2 separate regions of the Anas platyrhynchos genome follow, and region 1 is linked to region 2. The links are chromatin contacts, called in public Hi-C maps. All regions are on one chromosome and are shown on one strand. The core of a region is the stretch at or near the end of the contact, and the rest is flanking DNA. Distances in the headings are between cores, read along the strand shown.

The links. A called contact is a pair of places that touch in the nucleus more often than the background predicts.
Region 1: a Hi-C map of subcutaneous adipose tissue shows a contact between it and region 2, with 2.6 times the contacts expected there. The contact joins the enhancer-like site here to the promoter of ANTXR2 in region 2. A contact is called at or near these places in 2 of 8 Hi-C or Micro-C datasets (liver and subcutaneous adipose tissue).

The regions. Positions count from the first base shown.
Region 1 is chr4:49,315,819-49,320,177 of IASCAAS_PekinDuck_T2T, forward strand. All of the region lies in intron 16 of ANTXR2 (ANTXR cell adhesion molecule 2), which reads left to right. All of the region lies in intron 11 of LOC106014946 (a long non-coding RNA gene), which reads right to left. Among named protein-coding and RNA genes, the nearest start is that of ANTXR2, 99 kb to the left of the region's middle. Within about 2 kb of position 2,018, at least 1 of the 8 cell types and tissues checked has an H3K27ac peak or open chromatin away from gene starts, as enhancers often do. A contact at or near this core is called in subcutaneous adipose tissue, where this site is marked.
Region 2 is chr4:49,217,345-49,221,392 of IASCAAS_PekinDuck_T2T, forward strand. ANTXR2 (ANTXR cell adhesion molecule 2) reads left to right here and starts at 1,593. Exons shown (of 17, transcript XM_027456989.3): 1 at 1,593-2,157; 2 at 2,705-2,776. The coding sequence starts at 2,021. LOC101789388 (a long non-coding RNA gene) reads right to left here. Exons shown (of 13, transcript XR_005265295.2): 10 at 2,683-4,048; 11 at 1-1,332.

The sequences.
Region 1 (4,359 bases), core at 768-3,267, 99 kb after region 2:
ACAATTAGTAATCCATGTGAATGGAAACGAAAGCCTAATGATGTGCTGTGGGGTTTTGTCTGCGGGAAGGGGAGCTGACTGGTCGACATGTGCTCATTGTACCAGGGAAGCCGACATGGGTTGAGGGGTCGGAAACAGCTTGGCGTTCGCGTTCCTTACTGGGCCCAGTGGTCAATGTCATTAATGCTGAATTCATTATTACGGCAAAGAATCCAGCTATCAGATAGCACTGTAAAGGCTTCGGTTGGTGAAGTGGTGAAGTGACAGCTGGATCACAGTGGCATCTAGAGGGCTGTTACATGCAGTGTGCGCGCAGGCATTCGTGAGGTTCCTGCTGCGGCTCTGTCTCTCCAGCTACGGAGCCATCTCAATCTCAGCAGTCACAACTGTGCTACAGCCGCACCCACCCACCGTGCTGGGGGATTTCCAGGCTTCTTCCAAAGAGAATTCGCTTAAACCCTATCTACGTCTTCCAGCAGATTCATGTTTTTCACAGATTTTAAGTTAGATTTTCCCCCACAGTAATAATGTGGTCATTATTAAAAGGCAAAAATAATTATATATCATCCTAAATGTTCATCCTCTCTTTTCAAATAATTATCATATGCTAGATGGTTGCTGCAAATCAAAAGAGCCAGGCCATGAGCTGGGGTATGAATTCCACGTTTTTGTTGTGTTACAAGCTGAGAACGTGACCCCTGGATGACTCGCAGACATTACAGTTGTAGAGCATCTGCTTCTTACTTACATGGGCTGTTCAGAGAGGATGTTTCTTCAGAAAAGGCTGTGTTAAAGACATGCATCAGGAAGACGAGGCTCTGGGAAGTGTCTGTAAAGGAAGGAGGTTTTAGGATGGGCTTGAAGGGGACTTTCCTCAGCTGAGGTCATGACTGTGGAGGGAAGGAGCTGGAAGAAAATGGTTTTGGTTTATCTGTTGCTATCAACGATGTCAGAGAAAGATAAATTGCATTCTTCCCACTTCAAGTGGTTGCATACAGGGGATGAAGGAAGAATAATTGAGATGTTAGACTTTTGTGTGTGAGATGCCATCTCTAGGAACTGTAAATTTCTGGTATTCTTGCCTTTTTTGATGAAAAAACTCCTACGAATGCCAGGTTGTGGTGTTTGTTGGCTTTAGTGGGCTTCTCTTAAGATCCTCTTCTGATTTCACAAGGTTTGAAATTTTACGCATGTAGAAGCATTTTTTTTTCTTTCTTTTTTTCCCTATAAAAAGATGTAGAGGACTCAAGAAGTCCTTCCTGATGCTAACATGGGGAAGCCATTTGGCACAATAGTTCAGGCCTGACATCAATTTGGCTGCAGTCCTCCCATAATATAAATGGGGTCCCCCAGTAATACTCCTGACAAGGATTCATCCCCGTACATTTAAGAGTTCAAAGAGGAAAGACACTTCTCAGAGAAAACAGCTCTATCTTCAGAGCTCCCCCCTCCTCCTCCCTGCAGAGCTACAGCAGAAATACCACAGAACAATACAGCGGATGAGATACCGCAGAAATTAAGGAAGAACTCTTGGAGCTGCACCTAGAAATAAAATCCCACGATCCCACGCCCTCTGCCTTCTCACTCGAGGTGAGGGAACTCTCCCCACACAAGCTCAGCTTATCGCTCTGGGCATCACAGGGGAAGAGGTGGCCCGGTCAGCGCGCCCCTTTGGGTGAGCGGCAGCACTGGGTTAGGTGTGTGCTGGGACGCCCGCCAGGACAGAGATCACTTTCCCTCTGGCAGTGAGAACAAGCCCGAGCTGCCTTCCAAGGCATAATTAGATCTGAAGGAGCAGAGCCCTCCATTGGCAAGCGCTTGCAATGGGAAAACATTAATGTGTCCTTCAGGAAAGCAGGGTCAAACCTTGCCAGGCCATGGTGCATTTCCATGGAGGCAGAAGCGCTGCAAGTGCGGGAGGCTTCCTGCCAAGGGGTCAGATGGAGAGAGCTGAGGCCCTCGCTCCACAGAACCCGCGACGGGGAAACAGGGACTCTGCAGGCCATTTCCACATCCTTTCCTTTTGCATAAGCAATGCTTGCCTCATCTGAGGAAAACAACAAACTCCTGCCCTCTAGAGACAGGAGACCTCCAGCTCTGCTGAATAAAATATTTGCCACAACCTCCTTTTGAAGCAGATGCTACAAATGCATACAGTTTTATTCTCCCCTAAGGCCCACACAACCAGCTCAGCAGCTCATCGTCCTCTCTTCTCCCAGACCTGGAAGGCCAACTCGCAGGAGAAGCAGCTTGTCACAACCACTGTTTTTCAAGGCAGTAGATTATTTGGAGAACTGCTGAATAAAGCAGTCACAGAAAACTTGGCAAAGGAAGATAAATCCCTCCCTTCCTCATTACCACAACCTGTCTGGGCAAGACAGCAAATGCTCACACTAGTTGAGCACTTTTTTCCCTTAACTTCCCCAGCTGCCGGCAATCCACTCCCCTTCTTGCCCTTCTCTGAAAACTGGTCAGGGCATGAGCTGTCTCCCTGCGGTGTAAGTCACAGGGTGATGGCACTCAGAGACACAACAGGGTACCGACCATACGAATAACCGCGGCGCGTGCTGCTCCTACTGATGCTCATGCCCCGAGCAACCCCATGGAGCCCAGCTCCCTGCAGACACAGACGTGTGGCTGTGCAGCACGTGTGCTGCTTGCGTTCAACCTAATTACCAGGAGCATAGTGTGGAGGGGACTTTGTGGATTACTCTTCTCAAGTTTTCCAAGGTGGGAAAAATGTCTTCAAAGCCTACCCCTGAATCGGTGCTCTCAAGTACCGTGAGTCTTGGTAGAAATGCTCCTTTCAGTGCCACACAACATATTGAGCTACAAATCCTTTCAGTCCTGGTTTTCACAAGGTTACACCACTGGTAAGCATGTACTTCCAAGCTTTTATTCACTGTAGCAACTGTGCGGAAATGTCCATATGTCCAGTTACAAAATAAGCGTTATCAGTGGGGGTGAAAAGCTGTTCTTAATAGCATTTTCCCAAAGCCGCCAGTGTACTAAAAATACTACAGCTAATACCCCCCGATTCCTCACTGCACCAAGCATGTTCATTTACATCTGAGCAAAGTATGTACGAAGTGGTTACCAAGCCTTGCCAGATCGTAACAGCAGCGTTTTGTACGCACGCACGTGTGACCAGTGAATGTTTGCTCCAAACAGCAAAGCGCGCCAACACAAGATTTACCAAACCACATGCACAAGTCAGGGGCGTTTGGGGAAACCAACAAATCAGATCTTTGCAGCTTTGCTGAACAGTAGTGAACACTGCATCAGGACCACATCAGATATAACACATCAGTGGGTTTAAGACACCCACAGGGCTTCTCTCCACAATGTAGTACTTACATTAAGGTAACAGTTTGAGGAAGATGGCTACAGATGAGCTACGTATTTTCCTGCAAGAAACATTTTTTTGACACAGCAGCTACAGCCACCTGGCCATCCACTATGCACTTTATATATTTGGTCACATCTCTAAAATAACCTGTTTTGAACCTTTTACTGACAGTTTCTGGCCAATACTCTAAAATGCAGTAGTTATTTGGTGCAGAAAAAGGGAACTACCTTTTAAAAGAAATTCATGTTGTCTTCCTTTTCTGCACTTGGCTCGCATTTTAGTTGGCCTCACCTAAAGCAAGCCCCAGGGATGAGAGTTGGGTCTGATGTCGGACTTAGCTACTGAGGTATCTGTAACCTGTGCTGGCACATTCTCCTCAAAGCAGTCAGATGCTGCCAGTTCTCATCCTGAAACAACTGTTCTTGAAATTCAGATATGTGTCTTCTGAAAACTGACCTACATGGCTGCCAGATTGCTTGGAAAGATCGTGAGGTGCATGCACACATGCTAAGGAGGCTACATTACATAAATACGAGAATAATAAACAACTTATATGACATTCCATTTATCTCAAGTTGCTGAAGAAATACGACAGTGTAAAAAAAGTCCTTCTAAGGTTAAAAATATATAGCACTATTTGCCCGTACTTTGTTTCTTCTTATGCGGTTGCTCTTTTAGGTAGATTTTGAGCATACCAAGTGTTGCTGCTGGGGTTCAGTGACATTTCAGCAATAGGCTAAGTAATTTTAGGGAAAAAGACAACTTGGGCAACTAGACAGCTCCTGATGTCTATATCAGTAATAATATTTTCTGCAGTAATAATGCCAGTTCCTCAAAGAGATTCACTGCTGATTTATTCTGTGAACAAAATGATACTTCCAGCTGTGTATAGCACCACGAGTCATCTTTTCCCAGGTGCTAAATATGCATCGCCACAGCGTGCTTTGCTGCTGCCGACTGGGACTTCCGCACTTCCAATGCGTGCGGCTGCTGAACGGTGCCGTGTCAGG
Region 2 (4,048 bases), core at 343-2,842:
GAGGCTCCATGAGGATAACAAATATCAGTCCACCACACCGCAAGTTTTTCTCACCCAGCAAGCCAGCTGCATTCTCCCGAGCTGCGTGCCAGCCATACCCGCAGTAAAGCAGAGGTTCTGTCACAGAAGCTTGCAGTACGATGTGCTTCTCTAATAGGGACACAGCTCGAGGTCACGGTCACGCTTGGGTGTGCTCCCAGCAGCCCTGAAACGCAGGCCAGGAGCACTCGGCTGCAGCACCCCTCTTACACGTCTGAAGAGGCTAATTCCTCCCGGTCCCATCTGTGTTCCCTGCATACCAGGCCTCCTGCAACCCCATAAAACATTAATTTAATAAAAGCCACAATGACGTGACAGCTTACTGCCAGTCACAAACTCACATTGATTCCTGAATAATTCATTTGGCAGGGGATGGGGCAGAAAAAGGTAATTTCTGGGGGATTTTTGTCTTGGTAAACTGCTCACCCTGTGGCCAGTTCCACCGCAAGACATTTGTTTCAGGAGACTGTCCAATTCTGAAGGAAACTTGTATTTTCTTGTAAGGCATTGGGCACCTCTGACCCATGTTTTATCTTGCCACAGTTGGACAGCCTTACTGATTCATTGCTCCCATGGCTGATATCATGGTAGGAGACACATTTTTGGTGAAATTGAGAGCTCTGGGACATATTATTTGGCTAGAAAAACGTAGCTTAACACATGGTGAGGAAGAATGCCCTGCCTAGCCCTAAGCCTGAAGTCTCCTGAGTTCTCCTGAAGTCTCTGGCGCTGGAGAGCCCCGCACCTTCAGCTTCCCTGCATCGTAGCTGTGAATGCAGCCCACTGGAAATTAAAGCCGCTTGGATCAGATGCTGTTAAAACAAAATGGTGAATAAAAGAAAAACCAACTTTATTTGAAATCCTGTCAATCACTCGTCACATAGTGCTTGTGGCGAAAACTCCATGCAGGAAACAAAGAACTAGAGGCTAGACATTTATTTTTAACTTGGGAGATAATTTTGGTCTATGCAGCTCGTGGCTAGAATTTTTCATCAGAGAAAACTCACGCATCTTTTTAGCCTTCAGATAATATTTTAAGATTATAAAGCATATTTGAACTTCCTGCGAAAACCTGAGGCCCCAGATGGCAAACTCTGAAAAGATAATATTCTTGCAGCATAAAGTGACGCTTTCCACAGTGCCTCATGTTCGCTGCGAAGGATCCAGCTTATGCTTCAAACCAAATGCCTGCTCTATATTTAGCACGGCAGAGTCTATTGTGAAGCGGTGCAGTTTGGTGGTTACCACGTGCGCAGTCCCAGAGCAACAGTTTGGGTCTGTCGGAGCCGGTTCCTGAAAGGAGAAAATGGTTAATGCGCATGGATGTAACACGACTTGGAACAGCTTTTGGTTGGTTTCGGGGGGGAGAAAAAGAACTTGAGCGGTCTTTGAGCTGGCAAAGTGCTTACAAAGGGAAGCAGTGATCTAAAAATAAGAACAATAGTTTAAAAAGACACAACGCGAGGAGGCCGGCGGTTCAGCCTCCTCGGAGGGCGGCAGGCTCGCTCGGGCTGAGCTCGGCGTCCCGGCCTTCAGGGGGCTGCCGGGGGGCCCGGGGAGCCCCGGCTGCGCCTCGCTTCTGAGTTTGCACCGCAAGCAGCGGCTCCGAGCCCCGTGGCGTGTGGCAAGCGCCTCGCTCGGCTCTCAAACTTGCCTCAGAGAGCCGGCAGGGCAGCGCCTGAGGGGAGGGCACGGCACGGCCGAGCCGGGCGGGGAGGCGCCTGCGGCGGAGCCGGGTCGCCCTGCTCGGGGCTGCGGGCGGCCAACGGGGCCGGGGAGCGGGGGGGCGGTGAGGGAGGCGGGCCGAGCCCGCCCGGCCCCGGCCCCCGCCGCTGACGGGCGGGGAAGGGCCGGGCCGGGCCGGGCCGGGCGAGCCGCGGCGGCGGGCGAGGGGCGGCCACTCGAGCAGCGCCCGCGCCCGCTGAGCGGCAGCACGGCCGCGCCGGGCCCCCGCGTCCCCTCGCCGCCGCCCCGAGGCCCCATGGCGGGGCTCTCGCTGCCGCCGCCGCCGCTGCTGCTGTCGCTGCTGCTGCTGCTGCTCCCGCCCGCCGCCGCCTCTCCGGCCCCGGAGCAGCCGTCGTGCCACGGCGCCTTCGACCTGTACTTCGTGCTGGACAAGTAAGGGCTGCGCGGGGGGCTGAGGGGGCGGCGAGCGGGGCTGGCGGTCGCCTCAGCGGGCTCTCGGCCCCCCTCAGGGGGCTAACGGTCAGCGCGCGGGGCTCGCCTCAGCGGGCTAACGGTCCCCGCGCCGCGCTCAGCCGCCGCCGCCGCGCCGGGCTAACGGTCGCCGCGCGCCACCGTCGCGTTTGTTTTACTATTATTATGTATTATTTTATTATTATTATTGTTTTTGTGAGGTAAAAAGGCGCTTTCTGAGTAAAAAAAAAGTGCCGGCGGCGGCCGTTTTTCGGGCAGCTGCCGCCCCTCCCCCGCCGCAGCTGCCGGCGGTGGGGTTTGTGGCGGGGAAGTTTGCGGCGGCCGGGCTCGGCTGCTGCTCGCTGCCTCACCGGGAAACAGCCCCAAAACCGCTCCCGGGAACCTCCGGGGGGGTCCTGAGGGGACCAAACAGTCCTGGGGGGCTGGGTCTCGCTGGAAATGCCCCTTTCCTCCCCCCCCTTTCCGTAACTCAGGCCTACGACTCACACGCTTCTGGTTTTCTTTCCAGGTCTGGGAGCGTAGCGCAGAACTGGCACGAGATATTTGATTTTGTGCATCAACTGACGGAAAGATTTGTGAGGTGCGTTTTGTTCCCTGCAGTGTCTCTCGTTCTGGGATAGCTTGAGAAAGCCCACGTTTTCGTAAGCTCGGTAGATCCCTCTCACAAACATGTTAAGAGTTTGGCTTCTAATGCCCTGATTGCGAGAAAATCTTGGAAACTTTCCCTTAATTTTCTCATGTTTGGAACTCAGTAAAAAGGCGATAGTAAGCATCTTTAAACACTTAAGTCTCTCAGAGTACTTTGAGGGGTGAATACCTCTTTTTCTGATCTTATTTTTCCCTGAACCACAGGGAAATACTTCTCATACATATTTTTCCCTGAACCACAGGGAGATACTTCTCATACAGCATTTCATGTGTACTGCTTTTAGAGATCTAGATGAAGATAGCAATCTGACTACACCTCTGTGTGTGCATGTAAATGCGCAGGTGAAAAATGGGGAGGTATCTTTCAAGCTCAGAAAAATACACAGGAAGTTTGTGCCTTGGTAACAGTGTATGTGTCATACGTACATGTAATCAACTTTATGTTTAACTGGCTCGCAGTACTGTCTGACAAGTAGTGGTGCTGCAGAAATGGCTGTTGTAAACACTGGCTAACTGTACAAACAGCTGAGGGTGACTGGGTTGTAGCATCCTGCTTTAAAAAAAAAAAAGAGTGAAACAAAGAAAACCTCCAAAAATACAGAGACAGATGTGGCAGTTTTTGCTCTGGAAAAAGAAATTCAGCAAGCACTTATAATCTTGGCTTGCTAATAATAAGGAGATACAAATAGGCTTGCATAATTTAATACAGTGCCTACATCCATCATCTGTAAAGCAAGTCTCATATTAATCAAGTGGCTCACATGAGCTTTTGAAAGTTATTTTGTAAAGTTTATAATAAAAAAGCATAGAGCCTGGGGACACTGTAGCACCACTTCTTTTTCAACAACCACTGAAAAATACATCTGTCCCCACTAAAAGAGTGGTGCTTGTCTGGTGTAAATCCTTCCATTCACCATCTTTTGCAGCCAAATTAGAATGCCCTCTGCAACAGTTGTTGTGTAGTGGTCTGGCTGCATTATCTAAAATAATTTAGTTGTTAAGTTATTGAGCTGACCTTACACATCAAAGGAGTGTTAACAACAGTGCAGAGACAGACAACCTAACCTAAGAGCATCTGCACACTCAACCTTACGTGGCACTAAGCCTTCACAGAAGGACCATCCATCGTTTAGCTCCTGTGGGAGCCTGAGCAGTTCATACTGTCCCCTCTGAGGACTGATAGGGCCTTTGTGCCCCCTTCAGG